4 separate regions of the Sus scrofa genome follow, and all the other regions are linked to region 4. Evidence: chromatin contacts called from public HiChIP or PLAC-seq data. All regions are on one chromosome and are shown on one strand. Each heading gives the region's core, a stretch centred on a gene start, on an enhancer-like site or on the middle of the called end of the contact. The rest is flanking DNA. Distances are from core to core; before and after follow the strand shown.

The links. HiChIP or PLAC-seq counts read pairs in DNA pulled down with a chosen protein or histone mark.
Region 1: a contact with region 4 is called in an H3K27ac HiChIP or PLAC-seq map of alveolar macrophages, with 6 times the contacts expected there. The contact joins two enhancer-like sites. A contact is called at or near these places in 3 of 47 Hi-C or Micro-C datasets (alveolar macrophages, embryonic fibroblasts and epiblast stem cells) and 1 of 2 datasets of contacts at active chromatin or transcription factors (alveolar macrophages).
Region 2: an H3K27ac HiChIP or PLAC-seq map of alveolar macrophages shows a contact between it and region 4, with 5 times the contacts expected there. The contact joins two enhancer-like sites. A contact is called at or near these places in 1 of 47 Hi-C or Micro-C datasets (embryonic fibroblasts) and 1 of 2 datasets of contacts at active chromatin or transcription factors (alveolar macrophages).
Region 3: an H3K27ac HiChIP or PLAC-seq map of alveolar macrophages shows a contact between it and region 4. The contact joins two enhancer-like sites. A contact is called at or near these places in 1 of 47 Hi-C or Micro-C datasets (embryonic fibroblasts) and 1 of 2 datasets of contacts at active chromatin or transcription factors (alveolar macrophages).

Annotation. Positions count from the first base shown.
Region 1 is chr3:111,224,462-111,230,365 of Sscrofa11.1, reverse strand. The region is part of intron 4 of BABAM2 (BRCA1-A complex subunit BRE); the gene reads left to right. Among named protein-coding and RNA genes, the nearest start is that of BABAM2, 100 kb to the left of the region's middle. Within about 2 kb of position 4,580, at least 4 of the 83 cell types and tissues checked have an H3K27ac peak or open chromatin away from gene starts, as enhancers often do. A contact at or near this core is called in alveolar macrophages, where this site is marked.
Region 2 is chr3:111,109,725-111,114,980 of Sscrofa11.1, reverse strand. The region is part of intron 6 of BABAM2 (BRCA1-A complex subunit BRE); the gene reads left to right. Among named protein-coding and RNA genes, the nearest start is that of BABAM2, 220 kb to the left of the region's middle. Within about 2 kb of position 2,015, at least 4 of the 83 cell types and tissues checked have an H3K27ac peak or open chromatin away from gene starts, as enhancers often do. A contact at or near this core is called in alveolar macrophages, where this site is marked.
Region 3 is chr3:111,144,578-111,149,851 of Sscrofa11.1, reverse strand. All of the region lies in intron 6 of BABAM2 (BRCA1-A complex subunit BRE), which reads left to right. Among named protein-coding and RNA genes, the nearest start is that of BABAM2, 180 kb to the left of the region's middle. Within about 2 kb of position 2,626, at least 27 of the 83 cell types and tissues checked have an H3K27ac peak or open chromatin away from gene starts, as enhancers often do. A contact at or near this core is called in alveolar macrophages and embryonic fibroblasts, where this site is marked.
Region 4 is chr3:110,782,588-110,788,349 of Sscrofa11.1, reverse strand. No RefSeq gene overlaps it. Among named protein-coding and RNA genes, the nearest start is that of PLB1, 44 kb to the right of the region's middle. Within about 2 kb of position 3,324, at least 26 of the 83 cell types and tissues checked have an H3K27ac peak or open chromatin away from gene starts, as enhancers often do. A contact at or near this core is called in alveolar macrophages and embryonic fibroblasts, where this site is marked.

The DNA of each region.
Region 1 (5,904 bases), core at 3,331-5,830, 440 kb before region 4:
TGCTGTGGCAGGGCGGGGGTGAAAACAAGCAACAGGTTCCTTTGCTTGTTTACACCCTGACAGTGTTGGGGGGCAACTGGTTCCTTACATGGGGTGAGGGTAGGGGCGAGTCCAGGGGTCAGGCCAGAGAGGTGGCTTAGGTAGTTTGCCCACCCCTTTGGTGGTGGTGTGTGTAGGGGGCATGTGTAGTACCCTGCTTTGCTCTCCGCTCTTCAGAGGGAGCAGTTGGTTTTTTTAGGATTTTTGTTGTCTTATTGTCCATAATTTGACCCAACTATGCATGCACACAGTTATTTTAGTCCCTTATAATTTCTTTGTATTTTGTTGCTTGAAGAGATGTTTGTCTGGGTGCAAGTCCTGCAGCAAAGGGTCCTAGGTCGCAGGTCCCAGCCTGGCTCATTGCTACTCTAACCAATGGTGGATGACGGAGAGGAGTATTAATATACATGCATTTGCATACACCTGTATAATTTTGACGGCATGTGTTGTAAACAAGGCTTTAAAAGCACAGTTGTAGAAAAACAGAACATCTTGGAAGTACAAACAAGGTGCATTTAAAATGTTCCCTCTCACAAGACAAATGAAAAGGCAAACCAAGCTATTTTTTGAAATTCAGTGGCAAGTGTAAATTTAGCAGATGTTGCCAGTTTTGATTTACTCAATTGAATTTGTAAGAACTTTTTGGGAAAATGAGGTACTGAATTGTGTGTGAAGCATTTCCGCTCAAAAATCATGTATTCGGAGGAGTTATTTAATGATCAGTTTTGAAGATGAGTATTGTCCTTGGTTGGTCATCTCTCTTTGTTGTCCTCCCTTTATCACTTTTCTTCCTCTCCAGCACGCTCCTCAAATAATTGGATCTTTAAATTATCATAATGTATTTTTATTAGTGACAACCTAAAATACAGATAAGTACCAAGAGAAACAAATCCTTAATCCCGCACAATTTAGAGATGAATATTATTAACATTTTAGTGTATTTTACTCCCAGTATTTTTCTGTATATTTGTCACATGCATATCTGTCCTTTATAGTTTTGAGTAATTTTTTTTACTTTACATATTATTGTTAGCATTTTTCCTTTGACACTAAGAATTCATCTGAAGCATCTTGAATTATTTTTTTATTTAGCCATGCCTGTGGCATGTGGAAGTTCCCAGGCAGGGCTCAAGCCCATGCCACAGCAGTAACCAGAGCCACAGTGGTGCCAACACTGGATCCTTAGCCTGCAGAGCCACCAGGGAACTCCTGAAGCATTTTAAAAAAATTGGCTTCTATTGTTTTTACCTGTCCCTAATGCTTAGTGCCTCCCAGGAAAATAAAAGGTATAGCTCAAATGATTCTTTTTCTTTTCTTTTTTTTTTTTGTCTTCTGTCTTTTGAGGGCCACACCCACGGCCTATGGAGGTTCCAGGCTAGGGGTCTAATTGGAGCTGTTCTGCCAGCCTACACCACAGCCACAGCAGCGCCAGATCCGAGCTGTGTCTGTGACTGACACCACAGCTCACGGCAACGCTGAATCCTTAACCCACTGAGCAAGGCCCAGGGATTGAACCCGCAACCTCATGGTTCCTAGTCGGATTGGTTTCTCCTGCACCGCAATGGAACTCCGACTATTCCTTTTTCTTTTTTCAAGTTTGTTTTTTTATTGAAAACAATGAGCTTCACTTAAGGCTGTTAACAAAGTGAAATCGGAATAATAGATGCATTCCTAATATCTAGTCATTGGCGATAATAATAGCTTTAAAAAGTTTATTAATTCATTGTTGTAAGTCTCATGTCTCCGAACAGGGATTCTGCCCACATTTCTCTTAAGAAAATAAGGTGAAATTACGGTTTTAGTGGAACAAGATCCAAATTGGTTTTTGGCTGACATAGATACAGCATCGAGTGGAGATGAAGAACCCTACCTTTGAAGAGGACTTTGGTTTCATTGGAGGAACAAACTGAAACATAAAAGAGAAATGTGGCAGCATATTGCACTGTAGCGTCATGTCACATTATGCACACCCCTGTGGCAGTACTATTTTGTCCAGTAGCTGTTTGTTTGCATTTTTGTCTCCTCTGCCCTTCTGAGAGCACCTGGAAGGCAGAGACCATGTCTTACTCATCTTTTATTCCCCTAACACTTATTTGTGGTATAGGCGCTTGGTAAGTTAACACTAAGGGCTTTTTTCTTGAAGAAGTGAATATTGCTAAGTGCCGCATGAGTGGTACAGGAGTTTTGATGAAGCGGTGACTGTTGTGCCTTTATGGTCCCCTGAGGCTTTATGGGGGAGGAAGGGTTTTAGCTGGGTCTTGAAGCAGGGGTAGAGTGTAGAAAATGAACAGAGGAGTTCCCGTCGTGGTGCAGTGGTTAACGAATCCGACTAGGAACCATGAGGTTGTGGGTTCGATCCCTGGCCTTGCTCAGTGGGTTAAGGATCTGGCGTTGCCGTGAGCTGTGGCGTAGGTTGCAGACGCGGCTCGGATCCCGCGTTGCTGTGGCTCTGGTGTAGGCCGGCGGCTACAGCTCTGATTCGACCCCTAGCCTGGGAACCTCCATGGCCGCAGGAGCGGCCCAAGAAATGGTAAAAAGACAAAAAAAAAAAAAAAAAAGAAAATGAACAGAGGGGATGGCACTGTAATTAGGAAGACAGAGCTACAGAGAAGCATCACAGACTAAGGTTGGATGGCATTTTGGAAGCATTGCGCAAACTAGTTCTTTTTTAACCATTTTTTTAAATTGATAATTTACGACGTTATGTTAGTTTCAGGTATACAGCAAAGTGATTCAGTGTTTTATATACATATAAAGAAATATATATAAATATATATGTTCTTTTTCAGATTCTTTTCCATTATAGGTTATTATAAGATACTGAATATTGTTTCCTGCAGTGTGTTTTTTTGAATTAGAGTTTTGTCTGGATAGATGCTCAGGCGTGGAATTGCTGGATCATATGGTAGCTCTATTTTTAGTTTTTCAAGGACCTCTATACTGTTCTCCGTAGTGGCTGCACCAATTTACATTCCCACCAATAGTATAGGAGTTTTCCTTTTTCTCCATACCCTCTCTCATATTTATTAATTGCAGACTTATTAATGATGGCCATTCTGACTGGTGTGAGATAGTGCTTCATTGTCATAATTTTTCTAATAATTATCGATATTGAGCATCTTTTCATGTGCATATTGGCCGTCTCTATGTCTTCTTTGGAGAAATGTCTATTTAGGTCTTCTCCCCATTTTTTGATTGGCTTTTTTTTTTTAAATATTAAACTCTGTGATTGTTTACATATTTTGGAAATCCCTGTGTCAGTAGCATCTTTTGCAAATATTTTCTCTCAGTCCATAGGTTGTGTTTTCATTTTGTCTATGTGCAAACGAGTTTTCTTGGAGCAGAGCTTGCATAGGTAAAGAGTAGAAAATACAGTTACAGAAGTAGATTGAAGCAAAATTGTTAGAAGATGGAGTTCCATGGTAGCTCAACGGGTTAAGAATCTGGTGTTGTATTGCTGTGGCCTGAGTCACTTCTGTGGCATGGGTTTGATCCTTGACCGGGAACCTGCACAGGTGCAATCGAAAACAATTTTTTTTGTTAGGGGTTTAGAATACAAAGCTAAAGATCATTCGTTACAGGTTTAGGCTGTGATGTTAAGAAATTACCAACCTTGGGTTTTGTTTTATTTTGTTTTTCCTTTTTTTAAAAATATGTTTACCAGGACATGCTTTTTTGAGATGCTCATGATCTGAAGATACTGTTTTCTCTATTGTGTAAAGGATTCCAGAAATTTTTGATGACTTTGTTTTTTTGCTACCTCTGTTGAGCACAATTCTGAAAGTAGTTAATGAACTTCCTATGTGTACATTAGTTCCTCAGAGGAGTTGAATTTTATTCTACATTTTTAAAGAAAAATGTACACTCAATTGTTGATTATATTCCCTCAGAATAACTGATAATTTCACATTCCCTACTGCCATCGAAGACTGGTCTTAACAACTGGCTTATCCTGTATACTTTTGGTGTACAGGGCCTTGTGAGTAAAGGGCTATTTTTTTAAAAATAAACTTTATTTTTAGAACTTTTAGCTTTAGATTTGCAGAATTACTGGAAAGATAATACAGAGAATTCCTGTGTATCCCACAGTGTTTTCCCCATCGCTAACATCTATGATATAGTTAATGGGCCAGGACTGATTAATCAGCATTAACAAAGTCCACACTTTATTCAGATTTCCTTCATTTTCCCCTAATGTCCTTTTTCTGTCTATAGGCTCCCATCCAAGATCTCACATTACATTTAGTTCTCTGGTCTGTTTAGTTCCTGTATTTAGTTCCTTTAGTTCCTGTTCTCAGACTTTCCCTGATTTTGATGACCCTGATAGTTTTGAGGAGTCCTGGTAAGCCCTTTTTATAGAATGTCCCTCAACTGGGACTTGTCTAATGTTTTCCTCATGGTTAGACCATGGGGGCTTTTGGTTACCTCAGAGATAATGTGCCATTTCATCTCGTCGTATCTAGGGTCCGTACCGTCAATATGACTCAGCACTGTTGTTAACCTTGATGGCTTTGGCTTGAGAGGGTGGTTTCTCTACTGTACAGTTACTCATTTCTCCTTCTGTCCGTACTGTCCTCTTTAGAAAGGAGTCACTGTGTGCTGTGCACCATTAAGAAGTGGGACTTATGCTCTACCCCTTTAAGGGCAGAATAGCTGCATAAATTATTTGGAATTCTTCTGCATGGGAGATTTATGTATTTTCCCATGTCACATATTTATGTCAGTATAGACTTATAAACATTTATTTTATACTTTGGGTTACAAACCAGTACTACATTATTTAGTTTGCTGATGAAATTATTCCACCTTTGGCCATTGGAAGCTATTCAGTTGGCTCCCCTGTCCCTTTGACTAACCCGCATTATTTTAGGTTTGTTTGTTGGAGCACATTACTTTATAGCACTGCAAGATGCTCAGGCCCATCTTACATATTTCCTGCTCTAGTCTTAGAATCTGCCATTTCTCCAAGAAGTCCTAGTTCCGTTTTATTTTATTGGAGAAACGTATTAGATACCAATATCTGAATGCTCAGTAGGCTTGTTGCTACTGAGGTGTCACTCCTTTTGGGGTCCTCTTAGTTAACAGAACAAGAAAATGCACTCATCTATAAATATTTTTATCTATTAGCCATTTGCATCTATATCAAGTGAAACATGATTTTATGCTGATGTCTCCAACTCTAATCCACTACCACATGGATCATTCTAGCCTCTGAAAAGGGTTATTTTAAGGTATTGTTTGTGCGTGTCCTGATCTCTGCTCTTTTGTGATATTATTTCCATCTGATTATTTGCTAGTTAATTCCTTCTAAAAGCATGTATTGAGTCTGTGCTATATTTAAGCCTTTGTACTAGGTGTTAGGGATACAAAGATGAATGATTCATTGATGGCAGTCCTGGTTTCTTCAGTATATGTTTACTGGATGTCTCTCCTGTCAGCCACTGTGTTCCATGCTCACAGTTCAGTAGTAGTGAAAATCTGGCTGCAGATAATTGTGATAAAAGGTAGAAAAGAAAGGTAATAACAGAATTTAGGAGAATTTTGATGGAGAAATGCTTCAAGAAGGGATATCACATGATGAATTGTCTCAGTTAGAACCTGGTAGCATTCGAGTGACAGAAAATGTAACCTAACCAGCTTAAGTAAAAAGAGGATGTACTGGTTCACATAACAGAAAAGACCAGGGGGTAAAACTAGCTTAGGGCATAACTGGTTTTAGGATCGGTGTCATCAGGGCTTGGCTCTTCCTTCTGCTTTGCTGGCATTGTTCTTAGGCCCTTCATAGCATCTCCTAATACCTTTAGATCAACATCACAACCAGAAGAAAAGGAAGTCTTGACATCCTGAACAAAAACCCTAGAAGTG
Region 2 (5,256 bases), core at 766-3,265, 330 kb before region 4:
TCAGAGCTCATTTTCTGCTCCAGAATCATCCCCCCAGCCAGTTCTAGGGGATGTGACTCCAAGCCTCTAGCTTTGTTCAGAGCTCCCGGTTGCCCTTTAGATTCTGCAGATAACGTCAATATGCAGATAACGTCAATATGCAAATCAGAAAATCTCTGATTACTTCAAGGAGAGGGTGTCTAGTAGGCTCCATTCTCTGTTTTAACACCTGTGGTTTGTGACTGTCGCCAGTTAATGAGGGTGCCATACCAGGTGGCTGAAATAGCTTGGAAGTTACCAGTTGCCTGGTTGCCATGGGCACCAGACAGTTTGAGCCAAATGACTGGCTGGGTGGGTGGGTGGGTGGGTGCAAAGGTGTTAGGCGCTTCGAGGGTGCCTTCCCTTCTGTCCTCACTCCTAGAACCACCTGGGAAAACTCTCTAAACCCCATAACCCAAATCTACCTAGAGAGGAAAGGCGAGGGGGTAGCTTTAGCAGTCAGAAGCAGAGCATGGCAGTGGGAATGACGGCACACTGAGTCTGGGAGGAAGGAGGAAGGAAATGAAACTTAGCATGTAACCAGCACTTTCTTCATGCCGGGTTCTGACCAGAACTTTCACACCCGTTAGACCTGTGGCTTCTAGTAATGCCCACATTTTTGCATGGCAGATGGAAAAGATACAAAAACATGCAAACGCTTAGCAACATATTTTGTGTGTGTGTGTAGCTAAAGGACCACCACTGTTGTGCAGTGCTTAAGTTGCTTGATGAACATTTCATGTGTTCAACTATCCTGCTGCCATGGGTCATCTGCTTTTAGCTCTGGCACCTCTCCATTCAGTGGGTGAGGTTTGGGGGGGCGCTCTAGAGCAGGGAGTGCAAGCTGTTCTACCCGGGACCCAGGATGGGTTACTCTGCTGTTTCAGGTCCATAAATCCAGGGAAATAGCTCAGCTGCAGTCAGAGCCTGGTGCTGTGGCAGATTGTTCTAGCAAAGCTTTCTCGTGGTGTGTGAGGAGGTCTGCTGCTCATCTTTGTCCTAAAAGCCCTTTCTAAGCCCTGACTGAGAGCTGGCATTGCAGAGCAGGTAACAAGTATACAGATAACCCCGGGATGAAAGTCTTTTTTTAGCACTTAATTCTGTACGTTTTGATTAGCCGTGGCCATCGTCTGTATGGGTCAGTGTAATCATTTATAAGAGAAAATGCTGGGTTTAAGTGAAGGAAAACCACTTCAAACCTGCTTACGCACGGAAGTCAATTTCTTGGCTTTCCAAAGCCCGGAGAAGGTTGCATAGCCAAACCGCCACAGCAGGAGCAGGACGCAGCTGGACCACGAGCCTCAGGAACTCGGGTGTGAGTGCAGCCCAGGACTCTCTTCTCCCTCATCTCTGCTCCTCTAGTGTGCTGTGTGCTGGCTTTATTCATTCGCTCACACTGCAGCCTGGCCTCTTCCAAGGATGGGAAGTGCACCTCCTGACAGTTTTCTCTGGTTTCTGCCAAAGGACTGGACTCATCCGGGACCTATCAGCTGTTCCCAGGCGATTGGAACAGCAGCTCCACTAGGAGCTCTAAGGATCGGGGCCTAGGGCTGGGGCCTGGGGATGTAGGAGTTCCCCAGGAGAAGAGAAGGTGTCAGGCAAATGGTGTGACAGACGTCCGCTCTATCAAGTATCACTTTCAATCTGTGTTTTTCTATCCCTTGCAAAGAGCTGTATGAATTGCTTACATAGAAGCTCTGTCTACCTTTTCTTTACGTTATGGAGCTATGGTAAATGGTGTTCATATTTGTTCCATTCGTGCTTAAATAAAACTCACTGTTGTTTTAACTTGTTTTGTTGGGCACCTGGATAAAGTCTGGCACAAAGTTTATATCAGTAGGTGTGCATAAAATCACAACTCGGATGTCTGAGGATGAGGCTTAATATGATTTGTAAAGCAATTGCAAAAAGTGATGCTTATTTAAATAAGCTTAGCTTCTTTTCTGACTCATGAAGGACGCATGGTTGGGGCAATAGGGGAAACCCCACCCTCCAGATCGTTTCTGAAAACGCTGGTGAGTAGAGAAGGTGGTGGAAGCCAGGAGATATTCAGTTCTCCCAAGAGGACCCTGGCTGTGCTGCAGAGACACCCCACCTCCCCGACCCCTCCAGCCTTCTGGAGAAAAGGCTCCATGCACATGCTTTTTAGTGAATGCTGTGACTATTCAGAGAAAGTTGGTGGTTCTCAAGGCCATGTCGGTTACATATAATAACTGTTGGGACAGTAGTTGACCAGCCAAATCCTGATCATCATTATTTTAAAAGAGCCAGGAATGTTTTTCCCCCAAGTTATTTGTACAACATGTGTTTCAATTTAGTTTTATAAACAGAAGCTATAACCAACATATTAAGAGTAAGTACAGCTTCACAAGCAGATTCCTGCATAAATGAGAGCAGTGAAACGGTTTTTGTTTATTTGTTTATGAAAATAATAAGCAAGACATAAATTTAAAAAAACCTCGAGTCCTATACTGTGTCATGACATCTGGGAGTAATGAACTCAAGATGTCTCTTTTGGAAAACACGGCTAGGTGACAACAGCTCTATCCTGGTGTCCTGCCCACCCACCCCCCGCCAAGAGCTGGCTCTTTCAAGAACATGGCAGTTATCCTCTCCTAACTCCACAGTCAACTCTTCTTATTTCCATGGAGTATAGTTAGTTAATCATAGAATATGCCCGAACATACAGAACTGCAGGAAGGTTGGTGTTATTGCTTAGGACTCCACTGTGTTCTTGGAGAAGCCATCCTCCTTCTTCACTGAGTCTCTGTAAAGATGTCAGACAAATACATTTTATTTGGCATGGTGACCTTTAGAGTGTTTAGTCTTTATACTCTTAAAATTTTTAATTTCTTGCTCCACAGTTTCTAAAAGTAAACATTAAAACACATAAAGCATGCGATGCTCAATTAGTTTTGAATATACAGGAAGGGTAGTCTATTGGGGGTAAAAAGGGAATAAGAAATAGTTCCTTAGTGATTGTACCAATTTACATTCCCACCAACAATGCAGGAGGGTTCCCTTTTCTCCACACCTGCTCCAGCATTTGTTTTTTGTGTTATGAATGATGGCTATTCTGACTGGTATGAGGTGGTACCTCATAGTAGTTTTGATTTGCATTTCTCAAATAATCAGGGATGTTGAGCATTTTTTCATGTGCTTGTTGGCCATCTGTATATATTCCTTGGAGAAATGTCTATTTGGGTCTTTTGCCCATTTTTCCATTGGGTTGTTAGCTTTTTTGCTGTTGAGTTGAATAAGTTGTTTGTTTGTTTTAGAGATTAAGCCCTTGTCATTTGCATCGTTTGAAACTCTTTTCTCCTATTTTGTAAGTTGCCTTTTTTTTTTTTTTTTTTTTTTTTTATGGTTTCCTTTGCTGTGCAAAAGCTTGTCAGTTTGATTAGGTCCCATTGGTTTAATTTTGCTTTTATTTCTGTTGCTTTGGGAGACTGGCCTGAGAAAACATTTGTAAGCTTGATGTCAGAGAATGCTTTGCCTGTGTTCTCTTCTAGGAGTTTGATGGTGTCATGTCTTACATTTAAGTCTTTAAGCCATTTTGAGTTTATCTTTGTGCATGGTATGAGGGTGTGTTCCAGTTGCATTGATTTACACATGGCTGTCCAGTTTTCCCAGCACCACTTGCTGAAAAGACTGTGTTTTTCCATTCTATATTCTTGCCTCCTTTGTTGAGGATTAATTGACCGTAGGTGTCTGGGTTTATTTCTGGGTTCTCTATTCTGTTCCATTGTTCTGAAATGGATTAAGAAGATGTGGTATATATACACGGTAGAATACTACTCAGCCATAAAAGAGAACAAAATAATGCCATTTGCAGCAACATGGATGGATCTAGAGACTCTCATACTAACTAAGTGAAGTAAGTCAGAAAGAGAAAGACAAATACCATATGATATCACTTATATCTGGAATCTAACATGTGGCACAAATGAACCTTTGCACAGAAAGGAAATCATGGACATGGAGAACACACTTGTGGTTGCCAAGGGGGACGGAGAGGGAGTGGGATGACTGGGAATCTGGGGTTAATAGATGCAAACTATTACCTCTGGAATGGATAAGCAATGAGATTCTGCTGTATAGCACTGGGAACTATATCTACTCACTTATGATGGAGCATGGTAATGTGAGGAAAAAGGATGTTTATGTGTATTTGTACTGGATCACCTTGCTGTACAGTAGAAAATTGACAGAACACTATAATGGAAAAAAATAAAAATCATTAAATAAAAAATCTAGCTCAAAAAAAAAAAAAAAGGTTCTTAAGTTGCTCATGGTGGTTTGGAACACAAGGAGTTAGACCCTAAATGGAGGACGAGTAAATATATAATAACTCTCAGTCATCTTTTCCGCATAGGGGTTTCCAATTTTTTTTATCTCTCTCTCTGCACACTGATGCTGAGTCTTTCCTTTGTGCCCAGCAGCATGTCAGAGGGTATAGCATTGTGGTTAAGAGTCCAGGTTCTGAGTCAGCATACATGGATTTAAAACTCATCTTCACCATTTAATGTCTTTCAGGCTCAGTTTCTTCATGTGCAAATATATAATAATAGTATCTACATTACAAGCTTGTTATGGCGATTGTATGAGATGATGCATATAATGCGTATAAAGCACTAAGCAACGTGACTATTGAGTAAACACTGAATAATGTCAGCTGTTATTATTTAGGAGATCTCAGCCCTGCCCTCAAGAAATTCGCAGTCTATTGGAAATACAAAATATACATTGCTTAAACAGCATGGGGAATTGTAAGGCACATGTAAAAACAACAAAGGGCAGATATAGATTGCATTGTAGTTGAAAGGAGTCTTAAGAGAGCAAGGGACTTTACGGTCAGAGTTAAAGAAATTGAAATCACACCAATTAAAAAAAAAGGAGAATTTTATTATTTAAAAAAGTTTTTATTATAGTTGGTGTGCAGTGTTCTGTCAATTTCTGCTGTATAGCAAAGTGACCCATTATACATACATCCACATTCTTTTTCTCACATTTTTCTCGTTATGTTCCATCACGAGTGATTAGATATAGTTCCTGTGCTATATACAATAGGATCTCATGGGGAGAATTTTAAATTGTATTTTATTTTTTATTTGCTACATCGTTTATGTACAACAGTGTACTAGTTTTGAGTTGTGCTACATAGTGACTTGACATTCGCATACATTATGAAAGGGTCACCACAGTAAGTGTAGTAACCATCTGTCCCCGTACAGAGTT
Region 3 (5,274 bases), core at 1,377-3,876, 360 kb before region 4:
GGCCTTTTATAAAATGAATAACTTTTTAGCAGTTCACAATTTTAGATTAGATTTTTCACAGTAGTTCACATTGGCTGCCTTTCATCTTATTTGTCCTTAATCAGTGGTGTGGCTCTGGGGCAGTTAAGAAACCTCTCTGAGTTTCAGCCTTCTTATCGCTAATTCCAGAATTAGACTGCATACTCTCTGAGGTTCAGCCTTAGAATTCTGTGATGCTTATTTTAAAAATAACTGTACCATACAGCATTTAAAAATGGTTAAGGGCTTGTATATTTTAAAATGAAAGCAGTATTAGAACATTAACAAAAATAAATTTGATCTCAGTAATGTAGATTTGTCTGTGGGCACACTGCTTGTGTGAGGCAGAAAAATCAATAAACTTTTTGGTCATCTAAGAGGGGAAAAAAAATCTCCAGAAAATAGTGGAAGAGATGGCACAGCTTTAGATGAGCCATCTATCAGCTGATGGCTCTATGTGTGTGTTGAGATATCTATCTGTCTATCTCACAGAATTTACCATCATAATCATTTTAAAATAGCATCAGTTCAGTGGCCTAAATATATTTATATTGTCAGGCAACTATCACTACAATCCATCTTCATAACTCTTTTCAAGTTGTACAGCTGAAATTCTATACCCACTAAACAATAATTTCCCATTCTCCCCTCCCTGCAGACCCCGGAAATCCCAAACATACTTCCTGTCTGTATGGTTTTGACTAATCTCAGTACCACATGTAAGTGGAATCACATAATATTTGTCCTTTTGTAACTGGCTTATTTACTTGGCATAATGTCCTCAAGGTTCATCTATGTTGTCGCATATTGCAGAATTTCCTTCCTTTTTAAGGCTGAGTGATATTCCAGTGTATGTATAGACCACATTTTCTTATCCACTCAGCTGTCAATGGATACTTGGCTTGCTTCCATATTTTAGCTATTGTGAATAACGGCTGCTGTGAAAATAGGTGTACAAACACCTCTTCAGGACGCTGCTTTCAATTCTTTTGGATCTATACCAGAAAGTGGAGTTGCTGGATCATTTGGTCATTCTTTTTTTTTTTTTTAATTTTTAAATTTTTTTGCCTTTGAGGGCTGCACCCGCAGCATATGGAAGTTCCCAGGCTAGGGGTCGAATCGGAGCTGTAGCCGCCAGCCTCCACCACAGCCACAGCAACTCGGGACCCAAGCCGCATCTGTGACCTACACCACAGCTCATGGCCACAATGGATCCTTAACCCACTGAGCAAGGCCAGGGATCGAACTCGCAATCCCATGGTTACTAGACGGATTCGTTTCTGCTGAGCCACGACGGGAACTCCTCATGTGGTAATTCTCTGTTTACTCTTTTGAGGAACCGTCATCCTGTTTCCACAGCAGCTTTACTATTTTACGTTCCTACCTGCAGTGCACAGGGCTTCAATTTCTCCATATCCTTGCCAACACTTGTTGTCTTCTGGTTTTTTGGGGAGTAGTCGTCCTAATGGCTGGGAGGTGGTATCTCATTGTTCTGATTTGATTTTGCTTATCAGTCGCTCATGCATCTTCTTTGGAGAAATACCTGTTTAAATCCTTTGCCCACTTTTGAAATGGGTTATTTGGGTTTCGTGTTGTTGAGTTTTGGAGTTCTCTATGTATTCTTGACATTCATCCATCAGGTAATGATTTGTTTTCTCCCGATCTGTAAATTGCCTTGTTACTCAGTTGATACTATCTTTTTAATGCACAAAATTTTCAATTTTTCATGAAGTCAAATTGATCTGGTCTTTCTTTTGTTACCTCTGCCTTTGGTGTCATATCCAAGAAATCATTGGCAAATCCAATGTGAAGCTTTTGTCCTATGTTTTCTTCTAAGAGTTTTTATTGTTTTAGGTCTTAGACATAGGTTAATTTTTCATTTTGAGTTAATTTTTGTATATGGCGTTTGGTAAGGAGGGATTCAACTTCATTCTTTCACCTGTGTGTATCTAGTTTTTCCAGCACTCTTTGTGGGGATGGTTGTTGAATAACAGTATAAACAGGTACTGCTGTTATGAGAGACCCAACCATGCCCTTGGTTTTCAGTGCCCTGTAGACCACACAATTCAGAGCATGGTTCAAACAGAAGAACAATGCTTTTAAAACCACCTAAAACTACCTTGGCAGTCTTATTTTTAGTAGCCCTCTACAAGCATGTTAATTTCATTATTTCAATAAACTCTCTATTTGATTGACTGGGACTGGATTTAGTAGACATTTGTCAGGCTGTGTCTTCCCTGGAGATCTGTTATGCTTGGAGTATGTAAGGCATCTTTTCCTCTTCAAACAGTGTTAAGTTAGGAAAGTGTTGTGGTCATATTATGAGTACAATTGTCTAAGAACATTAAGAACCTTAGCCTGGATCTTTTGTAACCATAAAAGGCAATGTGTCATGCTTTCCTGTTTTGCATGGATGAGAAGGGAGTAAAAAACACCAAAAGAATTTTTATTGCATAGAAATATTTCCTTCCTAGCAGGCAGTGTGTGAAGCAATAATGAGCCTAAAAAACAATCTTATATCGTCGTGAGAGCAGAGGGCTGGGACAAGCACTGTGGCCACACAGACTCAGGGGCTGGTGAGGAAGCTGCGGATTCCAGCCCGGGTCCCTTCTGCCTACCCGCACAGCACCTTCCCCTGGACGGGTGGGCCGGGGACCTTTCTGTGCCTCTTCGCACATCCCTCTGAGCCCGGCTGGATGGGTCGTAGCTTCCTCTCTCTGGAAGAGGAACTTGTCACAAGTCTGTGGTGCAGATAATTGGTGAAGACAGGCTAGAACCACGCTTCCCTAATTGCCAGTCTGTGGCTAAGCCCAGAGGAGTGTCCATTGTGTTGAGCAGTTGTTTTCTGTGAGGCAAATTACCCGGTACAGAAACTGTCCCTTTTAGTGTATTCGGTGTTGCCTCAGCCCTTGCAGACCATCGCCACGCAGCCCTCAGTACCGTCCGTCTGCCTGAGCGCTGGATTTGAGACCAGCTTACAGAGCCCACGTTTTCCAGCAGCCTCATTTACACTGGGCCCGTCTTAGGCTTTGGGTTTTATTTGTTTGTTTGTTCTTCGGCATCGTGCAAGTTCCTGGGCCAGGGATCAAACCTGTGCCACAGCAGCCACCCAAGCCATAGCAGTGACAATGCTGGATCCTTAACCTGCAGCGCTACCAGCGACCTCTCCCTCTCACATTTTTAGTGCCAGGCTAGTCCTACTTTTTTTTTTTTTTTTTCCTTCATTAATGGCCATACCTGCAGCATATGAGGTTCCTAGGCTAGTGTCAAATAGAGCTGCAGCTGGCAGCCCATGCGCCAGTCATAGCACACCAGATCTAAGCGCATCTGTGACCTATGCCAAACTCACGGCAATGCTGGATCCTTAACCCACTAAGCGAGGCCAGTGATCGAACCCGCAGCCTCAGAGACACTATGTCAGGTTCTTAACCTGCTGAGCCACAATGGGAACTCCCCTTTTCTTTTATTACCACTTCCTTCATTTCATCCCCAAGAGAATTTAGGTTGCTGAACAGAAATGACTGTCAATGTGTTTTTATGCCAAATTAGGAGAATCCGTGGTTTCTTTAGTTTGTTTCGGAACCAGTATCTTTCAGTAGACTAAACCTGCCTCATTCTCTGGATGTGGAGATGATACAGCTACCTAAAAGGCATAGGAATTTGTTTTATCAGATGCTTTTCTAAAGATATGTTTACATGCAGTTTATTTTTTAAACATTCTGTAGTATGTATCAAAATTAAGGTAAACAGTGAGAGCTGCCTAAGATTTCATGGTGTGGCTGTGATGTGACTGTGGTACATTGTTGTGGGGGGAGAAAAAAAAAAACCAAGCCATTCACTCTGATATCAGTAATTTGAACATGAAGAGCAACTGTTCTTTAGCGTAGTGTGTTTTTCGGCTTTAGAAGCCTTGCATTCCTGGGAAGACAGTGCAGGGCAAATATATGGTGTTAGTTCTCTGATGTGGTTGGTATTGCATGGCTTTAAAAAGAAATGTTTTAAAGATAAAAGAGTGGAGAGCAGACATAGGAGAAGAGGGAACATTTTATACCGTCTGAGTTCTGTTAGTGGTTAAGAACAGCAAAGGCTACGTGTCCCCTGGGTTCCAGTGCCAGCTTTATCACCGGCTCTGACCGTGACTTTTTCCCACTTATCCTGATTTGTTGAGAAACTATTAAAATGGAATCCTCTCTCCATCTGTACCATTCTCCTCAAGTAATCGTGCTGACCTTGTGCCCCTCTGATGCATCCCCGCCTTTTGAGACAACCTTGGTACTTGGGTCATCTCTCTTCTCCGTCCTTTGCCATTTTCCTCGTCAGTTTTGGTGTGTGAGATGGTGATCCGTTCATCACTCTTGAGCCTGCTAGATGCTTTCCGCTTCCGTCTCCTCTCCCCACCGCCCCTCTCGGCTGTGCCTTGGGTGCTCCATCACTGCCGCTGTGCTTTTTAAGATCTCAGAGCTCTCCTCGGTTCAGGACTCTGCCGCCTGAACTGCCGCCTCTTCCAACCAGATCTGGGGATCTGGGTCTTTGCCTTGAGCCATTCGCTCCTAGACACTGCTGAGTCCCTGCCCAGCTTTGTCCCAAAGACCTGCCACTGGAGCACCACCTTCGTGGCCCTTCTAACCACAGGCTTGGTCCACTGCATTAGTCACTGCATACTTTCCCTCTTTTTGCAATGCGATGGTAGAACATTATAGAAGAAATTCCATTATAATGTAATTCCCATACTGATTTGGTCCACTACTAATCTGTGATTCTAATTTCATTTTAGGCCCTTCTTATGGCTCACAGTAATTTCTTATCAATTCTCTAGAACATTCTCTGTAATGACTAAAAAATATTTTCCATTCTCCCTGTGCTTCCAGTTCTAACTGGCCTACCCTACCTCTTAAGGAGATGGTCTTGCCTCTTACTTTACTGAGATTGTTGATGTTTCTTGCCACTGTGCACGTACACTTATTGTCCCTGGGATATTGGTGACAAAATGTTACCTGTAGCATCATGTCTCTGAGGTCTGATGGAGCCTTTAACTAACTGGGTATCTAACTCTCGCCTTTGTCTCAGCTGTAGAAAGTGGCTGTCTTGGAAATAGATATTTCTGGCATGGATATATTCAGTTATGCAGTGATTTCTGCTTATTGAGTAGTGTCCTATGTGGAGTGGGTAATAAGGAAGATTAGAAAGACTAGCCCGCCCTCCTTTCTTTGAATTGATAATGAGGGAGACATTCCTACTTAATCTAGGGAAAACCTT
Region 4 (5,762 bases), core at 2,075-4,574:
ACACCCCTTATCTCAGGCCACCCCACCCCGCTCTCCCCCCGCCCCGCGGGGCGGGGGGGGGCATCTCTCCTGCCACTCCCTCTGAACAGTGCTGTGCCCCCTGGCCTCTCTCTGGTCACATCTCCCCTGCCTCCCCCTCTCACCCCCCACCACACACCTAGGCTCTGCCCTAGAACTCCTTCCCTTCCAGGCCACCTGCTACCAGCTCCCAGTGTCTTCTCAGTTCTGCCTCCCTGGTGCCTAGTCCAGTGTCTGAGACACACATCAGCCCAATACACGTGTGCTGAAAGACTTAATGACTTAGTAAATGAATGACTTCTCTGGGAGGGGGGGCCCGTCTCAAGAGTGAGTCATCAAGCCTTGCCCCCACCCACTGACCTGGTGAAACACTCCCCGTGATGACGTCACTAGTTACCCTTAATTCTCAGAATCACCCATGCCTTCTTCTTTCTTCTTCTTTTGGTCCTATCTGCTTTTCATCCCCCTCCTCCTCCTTCCTTTCCTTCCTCTTCTGGGGGTGGCACCGCTAAATAAGGCAATGCTCCCCCGGGGCCAGGATCGGGGCCGGGCCGGGCCGGTATTGTCATGATTTTCACCCAGTTACACGAGATGATGCCCAGTGAGAACTCGGGACACCTAGAGTGGTCCAGGCACAGAGACCCTTCAGCACACGTGGGACCCCGGGGCTCTTGAGTCACGGGGTGGGAACCTGGGAGGACGTGGGTGGGGGAAGGAGGAGGGCGTGTGGCGAGACCCTGACCGAGGATGGGGTGTGGGAACCCGGTGAGTTTGGGCCCCTGAAAACCTCCACGTCCCAGGCATCCTGGGTGTGCCGTGGGTGGCGAGGGGCACCCCCCTCACCCACACACTCCCCGCCTGGCTGCTTCCCTCACCCCAACTCAGAGGATCAGGCAGGAACCCAGAGGTAACACGCTCCAGCCACAAACCTCTGCCGATCCCAGGACTCCCCTGCCCCTTTCCTCTTGTTTTCTCTCCTTTTCCCTAAGACTCCCCCCAGCTTCATTAAATGTCACAGAGCTGTTTCCGGCATTAAGTTATGAGGAGCTGGTCATTCAGAGCATGCCTCTAGGTCACTGCCATCTTGCAGTTGTATTCCTGTCCGTGAGGATGAAAAAATAGATTAGACCCCTGCTCCTGGAAAATTGATGTTTATAGGATCGTGAAAGAGCAGATGGGATATTTGTGATTCTTAAAACAAGACTATTGGAATTCCTGTTGTGGCTCACTCAGCAGGTTAAGGACCCAATGAGTATCCAAGAGGATACAGATTCGATCCCTGACCTCGCTCGATGGGTTAAGGATCTGGCGTCCCCATGAGTCGTGGTGTAGGTTGCAGATGTGGCTCAGATCCTGTGTGGCTGTGGCTGTGGCTGTGGTGCAGGCTGGCAGCTGCAGCTCCAATTCGACCCCTAGTCTGGAAACTTCTGTATGACACTGGTGCAGCCTTTTAAAAAAAGAATACCACAAATGCTTGACTAGCAGGCAGGTTTTGAGGCTGGAGAAAAAGAAGGAATAAGAGGGCAATGACCTCATGTATCTGCTGGGAAATGTATGGTATGAACTGACCTCAAAAAGTCAGTTTGTAAATAAGTGAGAGTAAGTCAATGGAAGAAGGATGGATAAAGGATGCTTCTGAGTGGGTTCCTAAGGGGCAAAGGGGCCTGACCTGGCCACACCGCTCCAGCCCCCACTTCTCCAGTCATCTATGTGTGTTTTCTTACTGGCACGTAAGCCCCAGGGGGCAGGGGCTTTATATAGCGTCTCTCTCTCAATCCCCAATGCCCCAGATGGCGTGAATATCCAACCCAGAACACGTCAAGAGGGAAAGGAAGCTCTCAATCATTATGTCAGGACAACCGTTGTCATCTGGGACTAATGAATGAATGAACAAATGAAGAAGTGATTCCTCAAAAGGTGGAGGCTGTAGGCACTGAGGCAGCCACCGCTTCCTACAGCCACTGAAATCACTGTCAAATAGAAAATTCACCTGCAGTTACTATGTGTCCCATAAAGCCTTTTCCAATCCATCTTTTTTTTTTTTTTGTCTTTTTTCTTTTTGGCTTTTTAGGGCTGCACCTGCGGCATATGGAGGTTCCCAGGCTAGGGGTCGAATTGGAGCTGTAGCTGCCGGCCTACACCACAGCTCACAGCAACGCCGGATCCTTAACCTGCTGAGCAAGGCCAGGGATTGAACACGCAACCTCATGGTTCCTAGTTGGATCCGTCTCTGCTGCACCACGACGGGAACTCCTGCAATCCATCTTTGTTCCTCTCCTTCAGACGAGGATTCCCGCTGCAGAGAGAAAAGCTGGGCTGGGGCTGAAGGGCCTTGCTGTTGCTGCTGCCCCCGCCCCCCGGCGGCGGGGGGCGGGGGGCGGGTGTCAGACACTGAGCGAGGCACTCTGTGTTCTTACTGCATTTAATCCTTACATCACCCTTGCGAAATAGATACTCTTTTATTACCTTTTGCAGGTGAGTCAGCTGAGGCTTAGGGCAGTTAAATAACGCGCCCAATGTCACACAGCCACCAAGTGCAGAGCTGCAACCCAGGCACAAGTCTGTTGGCCACCAAAGCATGTGGTTTTAATAGTCCCCAACGCTGCTTTTGGGCCGCCTGCTCTCTCCTGCTTGGCGTCCCCAAGTTCATCAGCTGGAGAGGGGGCTAGGGGCTGGGGAACAGAATGGGAACAGGGAGCTTGCCTGCCTGGAGGCCAGTCCTGTGTCCAGTTGTGGGGGGGGACAGGGCAGTGGCCAGGGCAGGGCAGTGAGCAGTGGGCTCTTCACAGGAGAGCATGCCAGGACCCTGTGTTGTGCCTGAAGTCTAGGTCAAGGAGGAAAAATGGGCTCTTTCTACCTCCTGCCTCTGGTCTTTTCCCACTCCCATCCTCACCCCTGGAGGGCTGTGGAGTTTCCCTGATGCCTGCCTGGCCTGGCCATTTTTTCCAGAACGGCCATCTGAGGCCCAGCGCCAGGCCCTCAAGAGAGCAGGCCTAGAGGTCTGTCTCCAAGACCATGCCACACCCAAGAGCCAGGGACAGAGGCTGGGAGGGGCCTGGCCAGGCTGAAACAGAGGAGGCGGGGGGCAGTGCCAGGACCCCTCTTCCCTCCCAGGCACTGCTCCATCACTCTTCTGAGTGCCTGGGGGAGCGAGAGAAGGGGGGCCCCCCCGAAAAGGATCACTTGGGCTCTGCTGGGCGAGCTCCCCCTGCCGGCCGCTGCCTGCCTCTCTCCTAGGACAGGCCTTGCCCCTGGCTGCCAGTCCAGCGCCAACGTGGAGACTTGGCCGGGCCAATTACGGCTAACTGGCGCCCTCTAGCGTCTACCTCTCACGGCCCAGCTGCCCCTCCTCCTCTGGGGTTAAGGGCACATCACACAGAGCTCCCCTGAGCCGCTCCCGGTGGGCAATGCCCCAACCTAACAAATATCTTCCAAACCAGGACGAGTCTGATAGTAAGAGGGGGTTCTGCTGATTATGAGGCTGGGAAAATAGACATAAAATGGGACTGTTCCAGGCAAGTCGGGACATCTGAGCACCCCACTCAGGTCAGACGTAGCCCTCAACCATCTGATGAAGCCTCCAGAACCATCTCCGGGAGGCAACCCATGAAGGAAGTAAGAACCCCATCAGCACGAGGGCCGCGAGAGTAGGTGCTCAAGGAACGCGTGATGGATAAACGACTCTGAGCCACACTTGGTCGTGGTACTCCTGGTCTGGGCCGGCTCGGGCAGAGTTCCAGCTGGGCGACCAGCTGGGCGGCAGGGAAGCTGCAGCCAAAGCTCCTTGTGAAGCAGGAGGAGGACGCTGGTTCTGGAGCTTGGCGCACGGTAGGGGAACGGGGCGTGGCGCTGATGGAGCAAAACGAAACATCGGCCCGTGATGAATCAAGACATCCTCCTGCATTTGGGGTCTTGCTGTGGCATCTCGAAAAGAAAACCACCCCTCCAGCAAGAGAAGGGATTTCATGTTGTGGCTCAGTGGGTTAAGGACCCGGCGTAGTGTTTGTGAGGATGTGGGTTGGATCCCTGGCCTCGCTCAGTGGGTTAAGGATCTGGTGGGGCCGTCAGCTGCGGCCTAGGTTGAGATGGGGCTCGGATCTGGCGTTGCCTCGGCTGTGGTGTAGGCCGGCTGCTGTAGCTCCCATTTGACCTCTAGCCTGGGCATGTCCATATGCTGCAGGTGGGGCCATAAGAAGAAAAAGAGAGAGAAGTGTGTTTTGACAGAGCGCCTCTTCTGGCTGGTTTTGCCCGTGGGCCTTTCTTGCCACCCCTGGCACCAGCTTTCGAGATGACCTCTGCTCTGCTGGGCCCCTTCAGTGACTAACACAGGCAAGTGTGTGGGCCGCCACCTGTCCCTGCCTCCACCCCCTCCCCCTGCATTTCCTCATCACTGCCTTGTGGTTTCTGGTTTCTGGGGGCCAGGCCTCAGGGAGGTGTGATAACTGCTGACTCCCTGGGGCTCCCTGAAGTGGGCTGATGTAAGAAGGCTGGCATCTGTGACCCCTGACCCAGCACAGTGACTGCGTCTTACCCTCAGGAATAAACCCAGTGGAAGGCCCATTGGCCGGAGCCAGGACAGAAGGACCAAAGCAGGCTTGAGAGGGCAGAAGAGGGACCGCACAGCCAGAAAGCCCAGGGAAGATGGGAACAAAGAATTTCCACATGTAGGGGCGGGGGGAGGGCCTGACAGGGCTCAGCTTGGGGGTACGGGGTGGGGAGCACTCCGGGGTGCACTCTGTGTGTGGTTAATTGGAGGAGACATACATATAAGTGGCTTTGGCAAAGTCGGGCAGACCTGGGGGCTGGGCGAACGTCATTCTGGCGAGTTCCTTGGCAGGTCTGGTGCCTTGGTGTGGGAAAGGGGAGAGAGCTTTGAGTTGGGTTTTGTGTTCCTCAAACCAGTTTGCCCACATCTTTGGCATCTGTGCCCTTTGAAGGACCTGTTTGGAGTTTGCGTGTCTGGACCTGAGGGGCAGGGTGCCTGTGTGAAGCCAGCGGGCGCTCCGGGGCCTCTAAGCGCAGCCACGGGTGGAGCCGAGGGGGCGTCTGCTGTGCCCTCTGTCCTCCTGCTCCTCACTACCCCCTCCCCCAGGCCTCCCCCTCCCCTCCCACCGACCCCCAGCCAGTGGCAGCCGCAGTCCAAAGGTGCCAGCTCACAGCGCAGGCAGCTCTGATCTCTGTGCAACCTTCTCTCTGCTCCGGCCGCTGGCTCTGGCATAAGGCTTCCCTCTGCCCACATGCCAGGCTCCACTCAACCAGCAACACACACAGAAGCATTGGGTCTGGAGCAAAAAAAAAAATCCGCAAAACACAAAACCCTGGGTTTGAGAGCTGGCTCTGCCCTTTACCAGCCATATGGCCTTGGGCAAGTGAAACTCCTTGAGCCTCAGTTATCTCATCTGTAAACTAGGGATAATAACCCTGAAAGGTCCTGATCTCATGGAGCTGTCGCGAAGAGCAAATGCCTGATGCATGTGCAAGCACTTTGCAAAGGGCTCTGCCAATGGGAGGCCTTGGTACTGGTGTTTTTCTTCCACACACGACCCAAACGGAGACCTCGCTCAGCGATGGAAACAGGAGCTGAGGTCTTCGCCTTTGCTCATTCTGCCGCACTGTTCTAGGCACAAGGCTAGCCAAACAAATATGCGCCCCCACCGTCTTGAAGCTTATATTCTAGGGAAGGAGCTAACTGCCCCCCCCCCCCGCACCCTAATCTACCAGCACCCTGTCTGACCTCCCTCCTG